Linked DNA regions of Sus scrofa: region 1 is linked to region 2. Evidence: chromatin contacts called from public Hi-C data. All regions are on one chromosome and are shown on one strand. Each heading gives the region's core, a stretch centred on a gene start, on an enhancer-like site or on the middle of the called end of the contact. The rest is flanking DNA. Distances are from core to core; before and after follow the strand shown. Region 1 has its middle 620 kb from the start of COL12A1. Region 2 has its middle 370 kb from the start of COL12A1.

What was found. A called contact is a pair of places that touch in the nucleus more often than the background predicts.
Region 1: a Hi-C map of embryonic fibroblasts shows a contact between it and region 2, with 1.9 times the contacts expected there. The contact joins two enhancer-like sites. A contact is called at or near these places in 4 of 47 Hi-C or Micro-C datasets (adipocytes, embryonic fibroblasts and fibroblasts).

What each region holds. Positions count from the first base shown.
Region 1 is chr1:91,358,827-91,364,081 of Sscrofa11.1, forward strand. No RefSeq gene overlaps it. Among named protein-coding and RNA genes, the nearest start is that of COL12A1, 620 kb to the left of the region's middle. Within about 2 kb of position 3,560, at least 7 of the 83 cell types and tissues checked have an H3K27ac peak or open chromatin away from gene starts, as enhancers often do. A contact at or near this core is called in embryonic fibroblasts, where this site is marked.
Region 2 is chr1:91,111,877-91,116,766 of Sscrofa11.1, forward strand. No RefSeq gene overlaps it. Among named protein-coding and RNA genes, the nearest start is that of COL12A1, 370 kb to the left of the region's middle. Within about 2 kb of position 2,640, at least 4 of the 83 cell types and tissues checked have an H3K27ac peak or open chromatin away from gene starts, as enhancers often do. A contact at or near this core is called in embryonic fibroblasts, where this site is marked.

The DNA of each region.
Region 1 (5,255 bases), core at 2,310-4,809, 250 kb after region 2:
TGTAGAGAATAGGTTTAGAGTAGATGAAAGTGTAGGGGAGGAGGTCCATGAGGAAGATGTTGCAGAAATTCAAGTGAGAAGTGATTAGGGTTTTAACCAAATAAGTGACATCTGGAATCGAGAGAAGGGTGTTCACTGAGAACTGGTTGTGAGGGAAACTACAAAGAAGTTAGTGTGAGATTAGATGAAAGGATGCAATCTGGAATGATCTCAACGTTGGGGCATGGGGACCCAGTCAGCTACTCATCAAGGAGGGCAGGTGGGAAGAAGAAGTAGGATACAGGAAGTGAGCACAGTAAGCTCTGTGTTGGACATGCATAGACTGAGGTATCCGGAGAGACATTCACAAGCAGGTGGATACATTGGTCTACAACTCACAAGGGCACAACCGCGAGTATCTCAAGAGCATGCACAGGAAAAAGAAGTGCTGCGAGGCTAAGAGAACTTCGTAAAGTGAACATGGGGAACTGGGCAAAGAGATGCACCGAAACTGGGCAGGATGAACACAAGTTCATAACTGTATCTGATGATCCTAAGAACCTGGATATCATTTGATGCAAACACGTCCATGGAATGACAAGGACAGAAGCCAGAATCCACTTGGTTGAAGAACAGTAACAATAGCAGTTCAGATTTTCTCCTTATGTATTGAATGCTGAGCACTCTTCTTCACGTTCTTTGAATATAAATGCATTTTATCCTCGCAACTACTTTACAGGATGCATGCTCTTATTGTCATAATCACTACTTTCCTAATGAGGAAAATGAAGCACAAAGATAGTAGCTTATGAACATCACACAGATTAGGAAAAATAGAAGAATTATGATTTGAACCAGGCCATCTCCACCCCTCTTAAACCTCCTAGCTCTACTATTCTCTGATGAATGAACAATAAGCAAATGGAGCAATAGGTACAAGAGTTTCTGCCAAATGTTGGAAATAAAGGAAAACTGTGACAGAAAGAGATAGCTAAAGAATAAGGCAGGACCTGAGGGTACCAGTTTCAGGGCAGTGTGTATGAGCCTTGACATCAGAAAAAGGCAATTCCACCACTTGCTCGCGCTGAGATTTGAAGAAATACACCCTTACTCCTTTTCTTCCTTTATAAAATGGAAATAATAATTACACTGAAACATTAGAAGTGTTCTAAGGTTAAGTGAATAATAAATATGAATTTTCCTAGCATGGCTGGAGATATACAGTAGCCTCAAAGAAAAAATATGTTTCCTTTATGCCCCACAGCAAGCCCAGGTGCTGGTGCCCGGCCAATCACAATACCAGCTGATTTCACACTTATCTTCATGGTTTGCTCCTGCTTGGCCAAAAGCTCTGCTAATTCTACTAAAAGCATTTTTCTTTCCAGACCCTTCACCTCTTAGTGCTGTCTCTCTTACACCAGCATTTTATCACTCTGGGAAAGCTGAGGGCTCACGAGCTGCTTGGTGTCTACATAGGATGGAAGCTACGCTGATATCTCAAACTTGTTACCCACTTTTTACCTGTGCCCTTTGCCATGGCTGGCCATGTGACTGCCTTTGGCTAATAGGATGTTAGCAAACCAGCAGAAGACTAACAAGTGTGTATTTGTTATCACTTATTTGTTACCATTTGTTATCGTGTGCCTCTACCATCCCTGTGAGCTATACACGGGCCAGCCTGCTGATGGGAGCAGAGCTGATGCACCCAAGGTGCCCCTGCTTAATCCAGCTCAATTGCTAGCTAAATTCTTATTATCTTGAGCCACTGAGTTTTGAGGACCTGTTATCTGAGCTACTTTAGTTATAAATAACGATGAACTCTGTCAAAGTTGAGCATTTTATCAACTCCCAGTAGGGTCCCAGCGAAGCTTTTCCAGCCTCTTGCTGAAAATTAGTTACAACTTTTCCATTAAAAACTCCTAACTCTCTTCTGCCACAGAAGAAAGCAGAGCTTTGCTCAGAAGAATGGAAGCAGGTTACTGCCCCCAACCCCCCACCGCAATGAACCCACCCCGGCTGCAATGTTCTCCCTCCCCTTCTCCCTCTCCCGTTAAGGGCTGGAGGGGGGGGGAATTAACTCAGCCCAGAGGTCATTTGCAGATCAAACATTTCTGTCTCTCAGTTCTAGGATGGTTGAGTGTTAGGCTTAAAGACTCAACAACACTCTACTCTCTTTTGGTAGAAAGCCAGAGCATAGCATAGCATACACCCTCCTCTTGAAACTTTATTAACTTCTTTAACCTCACACACTGCAATATAAACATATGAATAAACTCCCATTAAGGCTGGGAGCATGTCCTTGGTTCTGGCTCCTCACCTACTTGAGAGCTTTCAGTTACCAGGTCCTTTTGCCCTTGGGCTCCAAATGTCTGGGAGATTTTCAGAGAAGAACACAATTATTTTACTGGGGCTGCTGCGGGACAGCTGCAATCCCAGAATGTTCCACTGTGGGAATCAGTAAAGCCAGTGCATGAAGTTACCTGCCCTTCACTGACCTTAATCTAAAATGTTGCAGGCAACGCTGTCATTTAAGCACTTTGACTGGAGCAAATTCCAGACTTTTGTCTGCTTTGCTACAAGGTGATATTATTTTTATACAAAGGGTATGTAGTATAAAGTAGGTGAAATTCTAACCGCTATCTTTGTGACTCTCAAAATGTAGAAATAAAAGGTCAGAAAAATGTCCAAAAAATAATCTTAAAAATATTTTGGCCCATATATGCAATTCTTGGACATCTTTGGGGAGCATGGAAAAGCTGGAGAATGTGCCTCTGCTCCCTGTTCCTCACACTACCTTTTACCTTCCCCGTCTGGGCTACCAATACCCACCATCAGCGCAATAACTCAATAATTACCTTAGATATATTTACAAACTCTGTGCCTTTGTTTCTGTTATGACAGGCCTTTTAGTTAGACATTCTGCTATTTAAGTAATGGTAGCTTTGCTTGGTAGGTGAGAGAAAAGTCACTTGATTTTTCTTTAAAAACTAGGTTAATATCTCCTAGATTAACAGAAATTTTGAGGCTAGCATCCTTTTTAGATTTGAAAAGGAAAGTGGGATTTGTAAAAATGCCCTTAACAACAGCAGCAAAATTCTTAGACTGAGGTCAGAATATTATCCCCCAGTTACAAAGACTAAAGCTTAAACTTGGAAGCTCTCTCTCTCATACACATAACACACAGAACCAATCTGACGTGTCCTAGATCTTCTTGGCCTGTCCTTAAATAGAACCCCAGTACCCAGTATACTGAGGTTGAAAACAGACCAAGATCAAGATCAAGTCTAAGATTTTGTTTCTAAATTTTTTCTTGAATTGGTATCCTTCTCCCTGTGTCTCACTTATGAGTTGTTGGAACAAGCCTACAAAGTGGTGACTACAGTAACGATTAACCTATTTTCTTTATTTTTGAGTTGCTGACAGTGTGACTTCCCCTTCCTCTGCCCCCTTCCTTTTTTTTTCTCAATCTTTTTCTCCCTTTCCCTCAAGCAAAGGCGTTTCCTTCCCAGGAATTGCTTCTGCTACTGTTGCGGTTCCTCCTGGTCTTGCCTTCTGGAATGTTTTGTGAAATGCCAGACACGATGACTCAGGGAGAACAGGGGAAAAAAGTCCGCGAGTCCCCTGGTCTCACATAGTACATGTAATAGAATACTTATTAAGGAGAATTTGCTTTCCAAGTAACCCGAATAATATGCTGATCTTTTCCACTACCAGGAGCAATACCAGGAGAACACGTAAATGATGGACGTGAGCATGAAAATGTCCCGGTGCCTGAACTCCTGGGAGGAATGTAGACGTGGGCTGGCACAGGCTGGCTGGAAGCTGATGCACATTTAGGCCCCAAAACAGTATGAGCTTGGTCTGAGGAATGAAGCCAAATAAGCTACATGCTTGAGAGATGTGTGCTTTTCATTTAGTGCAAACATGCCCTTCAGTTCTGTCAGTGTAATTTTCAGTGTATCATTTAGTATTTGAAGTTTTGCCTCAGATGCAAAGAATCCTCAAGGATGGAAACTCAACGATTCCAGAAATCCCTTGATCTCAGTTTCCTTATTTTCATGCTTCCAGAAACATTTCCCTCTTGGGTGGAGACTCAAAGGGGGCCAGGAACAGGGAGGGACAGCAAGGGTTAGGGGTGAAGGGAGGGGCGAAGGAGGATAAAAAGATGAAGAAAACAAGAATTTCCATCAATAGACCTTGTTTTTACCAGGCTTTTGACTAGGAACTGAAAAATCACTGGGAAGTAAAAAATCACTAGGAACTCACTTTATGGTTTTAATTTATCAAAGTAATTTTATTATTGACAATACACACACATACACACACACACACACACACACACACACACACACACACACATATTTGCTTTTTAGGGCCACACCTGGGGCATATGGAAATTCCCAGGTTAGGGGCAGAATTGGAGCTGTAATTGCTAACCTAATCACAGCCACAGCAACACCAGATCCAAGCCGCATCTGTGACCACAGCTCATGACAACGCCATGGATCCTTAAGCCACTGAGCAAGGCAAGGCCTCATGAATACTCTCAGATTTGTTTCCTCTGTGCCACAATGGGAACTCCCCAGAGATATTTTTTTAATTTGCATAATGTCAAAATCCTAAAGGGAGAATCATGGAATAATGGGTAGATCTATGGGATCACCCACTCCCTTCCAAGGGGCATGTATTACTGGGTCCCATGAGAGCAAAGCTGAGCAAAGGAGCTTTCCTTTTCACATCCTACCTGAGGATGAAGGTCTCCATTTACTCATTCATGGAACTAGGGGGTTGGACTAGATATCTTCCAAGATGACTTTTCCTTTGATATTCTCTGGTTTTGTGAAACACTACTGATGAGTCTTTCCCCTTCCATACAATGCATGTATCCTTCTGTGTGGAAATATCCAACTTCCAGAAGTTGCTGTAATAGAATCAAGTTGTTGTCCTCAGAACAGCCTGTAAATATTTAAGTATATTGTTATAGATGTGGGTATTCTTGTTGTAACTATTTCAAATTCTTCATGGGTAAATCTGGAGGAGAAAATAATAAAACAAAGATACACGCTTCACCAGTTTGCAGTGGAGATAAAAAGAAAAGCCTGGGTTCAAGTAGTAGTCCTTAACGGGAAGAGTAAGATCATATTGAGATAATTTACTGACAATTTCCAAGGAATGTATGAAATGACTTGCAGAACAGGTGAGGAATACCTGTTTCAAGAAAAAGCAATAAACAGCCCACAGGGGTGCAACCTTGCCAGGTGGCTCAATAAATGAAT
Region 2 (4,890 bases), core at 1,390-3,889:
AATGCAGGACAGGCACATGGACCTTTTAATTATTGTCTTTTATATGTGATGTGGGAAATTGGAAGTGTGGGTAACTTAACCCAGTGGTTCTCTAGTGGGTTGTGAATCCCACCCTGTGATGTTTGCACTGTCTGGAGACATTTTCCATTGTCATAAATGGGTGTTAGGGTTCCACTAGTATCTGGTGTGTAGAAGCCAAGGATATGGATGGACTTTCTATAGCACACAGGGCATCTCCCCCAGCAAAAATTATCTAGCCCGACAATTCAATAATGCTGAATTTGAGAAACTGTGGCTTAATCATTTAAAAATGAAAACTCAAAATAAGCAAACACAAAAACTAACCCTCATATCATCTTTAGCCATTCTTCCTTTTTCTTTCTTTTTTTTTTTTTTAAAACCCTCTGGTCTGTGATCTAGGATTATTGAACTATCTAGAGTCTCACTACATAAAACATTCAACTCTGTAATATGATACTTCTTTTTAAAATTCTCATTGAAAGATAGTTCAGACTTTTCTTATGTGTTGCTTCTTATGTGAAGCTTTCTGTCACATTGTCTCCTTATGACTGTCTCTTCGGAAAGATAAATTACACTCTAGACAACCATTGTAGTGTGCCTCTATTATTTATTCTTCAAATTCTGTTGTTTGTTCTCAACTTTTCCCACCTCTGAGCACTTGAGAACAGAAGCTGGACTCTACTCATCTTTAAAAGCTCAGTCAGAGAGTCCAAGAGGGGTGGTTGAACAAAAGTCATCATCAGTGAAAGTCTCGGGAAAGGAGCATCCTTGGGTTAACTACTCACTTACCGGTGCTTTGTTTATCTTTCAGATATTTTGATGAAGTGCGAGTTATGTTCAATAGCCCATGATATCACTTTCTAGTCCACAACACTTCCCTGAGCTTCATTATTGGCATATACATGTATAATTAATTACTGTCACCGTCTCCTGGATGTCTTTCAGGTATCTCAAAGTTACTTTCATCAGAACCCTCCCTATGAGTTCCTATTTGGGTGCAGTGGAAAGGAATCTGCCCAGTAACCATGTGGTTGCAGGTTTGATCCCTGGCCTCACTCAATGGGTTAAGGATCTGGTGTTGCAGTGAGCTGTGGTATATGTCGCAGACATGGCTCGGATATGATGTTGCTGTGGCTGTGGTGTAGGCTGGCAGCTGCAGCTCCAAGCTGACCCTTAACCTTATGCCTTGGGTGTGGCCCTCAAAAGCAAGCAACCCCCCCCCAAACACTCCCTGACTTGCCTTTATTATTCTCCTCCCTAACTTGCTTCTTTTTCCAATTACATTGTATCAAGGCTGATATAGCCCTTCTAAACAACTTCTAAACTTTTCTCATTTCCACAACCATTGCTTTAGTTTACAACTTTAACTTACCCCTCATACTGCTTCCAGAAATTATTTTTTAAATGAAAGTCTCTTCTTTTCCCTGGTTAAGTGATTCACTAATTCAATGGCTCCTCATTGCCTGTAATAAAAAAAATATTATTAGTAGTATTATTACTATTACTATTAGACTGGTAATACAAGAATCCTTCAAAATATTATTCTGTGATATTATCTCCCTAGCTCCTTTCATCTCACACCTTCTTATGTACTCCTAGCACACCAAACAATTTGTGGTTCCTTAGAGTACCATGCTTTGTTAAATACCTTCATCTGTGTTGTTTCTCTTGCCTAAAATATTCTTATCTCACGCTCCTTTTGTCATCCACCCATTGTTATCTACCAAGCATTTCTTTTGAAAGTATTCACTTTTTTTTGTCATTTTTCAGGGCTGCACCTGCAGCATATGGAGGTTCCCAGGCTAGGGGTCAAATCAGAGCCAGCCTACACCACAGCCACAGCCACTTGCGATTGGAGCCTCGTTGTGACCTACGCGACAGCTCATGGCAACACCAGATTAATCCACTGAGCAAGGCCAGGGATTGAACCCACGTCCTCATGGATACTAGTCGGGTCTGTAAACCACTGAGCCATGGAGGGAACTCCTGAAAGTATCCGCTTTGATCTTCAGCCTGGATTGGCACCTCCTTTTGGGGTCTGAGCTCATTCTGGTCATGTTCCCAATACAGCCCTTTTCTCATAGTGTTGTCAGTGTCTCATAGTGTTGTCTGTGTCTGTTTTCCTTATTAAACTAAGATCCCAGTAAGGAGAATGCATGGTATCCCTTTCTTCTTATAGAGTCTGACAGAGAAAAGTTGCTAAGCACAGAGTCTTTTGTGTAAAAAGTGTTCAGTAAACACATATTTAGTTAGACTGAATTTTGGATGAGGAATCCACTGGGAATACATCTAGAAAAGGAGTCGTTGTAATATATTCAGTTTATTTCTCATGCATCAGTGTCATTTAAAGGGGTAAAAGCTTACCTCTCCAAAGGGTGAGGCTCCAGTCTTCTACTCTATTAGATTTCATTAGTCTTCATTCCTATGGCTGTTGTATAACTATTCTAACTCACAAAGACACCATTCAGTGACTTTACTGAATGGAATTTAGTTTGGCCTTTAGAAATCTATCATAACTCTTTCCAGCCACTAGGTTATCATTTAGTCAGAGTATTGTGCTAGCAAGTGGTCAGAGAATGAATGAGGAAGTGATGGTGGCCTCTGACGACATTGCAGGAAGCACAGAAATGGCAAGACAGTATCCAAGTGGCCACAAGTGGGAAAGGATAAGTGGGTGTTAGGTGAAGGCCAACAATGATATAATTCACTTCTAGTTTCCAGGCTTTGGCTACTATAAGCATTTTGAAGATTTAAAAATAGATATCATCTGTTCCCTGTCACATTCTCAGACGTGGAAGCCTCCTCCGTCACATTCTCAGACTCTGTGGGTCCTTACAAGACATATAAAATAGAGAAGGGGCATTTAAGTCTGGACAAAATTGAGGCATGAACTAACGTTCCACATTCCAAATGGAAAAAAAAGAAACCTCAAAACAAAAATCACATTACTACACTCTTGCCGACATAGCTGAGGTTAATATTAAAGTGTCACATCAGTTTTATTTTCTCTTTCTGAGAAATGAAGTAGTGGGAAAAGAGGAAATCAAGTTTAGGAAGGTGAGTACATGACTTATAGTTTATAGTTTATAAAAAATATAGAGTATAAAAGCCTTTCTGGAAAAAAATGTTGAAACTGGATTGGGTTATTATAAATTTTGAAAGCAGGTACATTAGAAATGTAATCAAAATGAGAGTCAAGTAGTATTCACCACCCAAAAAGCTTTCATCCAGGGTGTTAAGTGTGTACAAATTTTCACAATTAGATTTCAAGAAAAGAAAGAATAAATGTAATTTGGCTTGTACTCATACTCTGTTGAATTGTATGTCAGATCCAAACTGCACAAATCCTATAGGTTCCTTTTGGGAAAAAAACAGAAACTAAAAGTCTTTTATGTACTATTTAGTCAATACACTTTAAAGTTCAAACATTCAATATTTTATTCAGATGCTTCTTTCTTAGTTTCACTTTGTTATTACAGTATCACCTGAGAAATAACTTATTTTTTTTCAGGAAAACTATGCATATTATTAATTATTTGATCAAAAAGTGTTAAAGTTTTTGTTGAAAAGTTGTGAAAGAAATTCTCTCTCTCTTTTTTTTGTTTTTGGAAATGTGGAAGACAGGACAAAGCTTTTACTATCTTTTATTGTGAAAACATTTAACTTAGTTTACTTTGAATGGTTTATTGAGAAAAATATACTAGAGAAAATTTTTATAACAATGATAGAAACTTGCGTGGGCAAATCAGCAAGTGGCTTTATGCTTTGCTTGCCTCATGTATAAAATGAGTTTGGATTAACTACATAAAAATACTCCAGGCCTTAAAAATTCATTCTGTTATCTTCTTAATTATCTAAAGGAAACATATACACGTATAAAACATAATAAAAGGATATAAACATGTTAAACATAAAAATAATAAGATAACATAAAACATAAGGATACTATAATATCATGCTTTTGAAAAAATAAAAATGTTAAAGCAGTATTTAATTAATTCTTAATTTTGCTTTTGTAGTCAAGATTTTTTTTAATGGATGAGTCGAAGTTTTTATAGATTAGAACTGTTTAAAGAGGTAACCAAATATACATTTTGGCCAGATGCTAGAAGTTTGGGCATTAGCATCAATGCCTAGTTTAAGCTAAGACTGAAGATCACTGTTAGAGAATGAACCTCTGGGGCAATAGAGGAAATCTGGAATTTTATCCATTAATTAATTAATATTAAATTTTCATTGATAACTGTTCATGGTAAATATTCAAATGTGTTAAATCATGAAGGAACAATGGTCTCTCAGCATTGCTGATAACAAATGGCTCAGAGCTTCCTCTAAAATGCATTCATGTTGCTGAGTAAACAGTCAACTGGTGATGATGGAAAAGCTCTACTTTCCTCTAACACCATTGCTTTTTATTCATATTCTTTATTATTTCTAGATAGAAGACACTTTTTTGTGGATGTTGTCAACATGATTTTGGACACTCCCCCCCCACATCTTAGAAATCTTGAGATGTTAAATTAGTGTTTTGCTTTCAGTGTATCACACAGTAAGATATAAAAATTATGAACTGGTACTACTCTTTGAAGGATTCATGACCTAAAAATAAATAACTAAAAAAAGAAATGTAGTTTCTAAAAATATATATTAAATAAATATATATTATATATTAATATTTTCCTAAACATTATATTTTTTTGTATAATCACTTATTTAGAAATACCAAACCCCACAAACTCTGAAAATAAGGGTTTGGTTTTGATTTGTAAACATGTGTAAACATATGGTGGCAAAACATGATCTGAATTGACATAGTGTCATGGTAATCTGTAGTTACTTAGAATAATTTGCATTGGAAAAGTATTAATA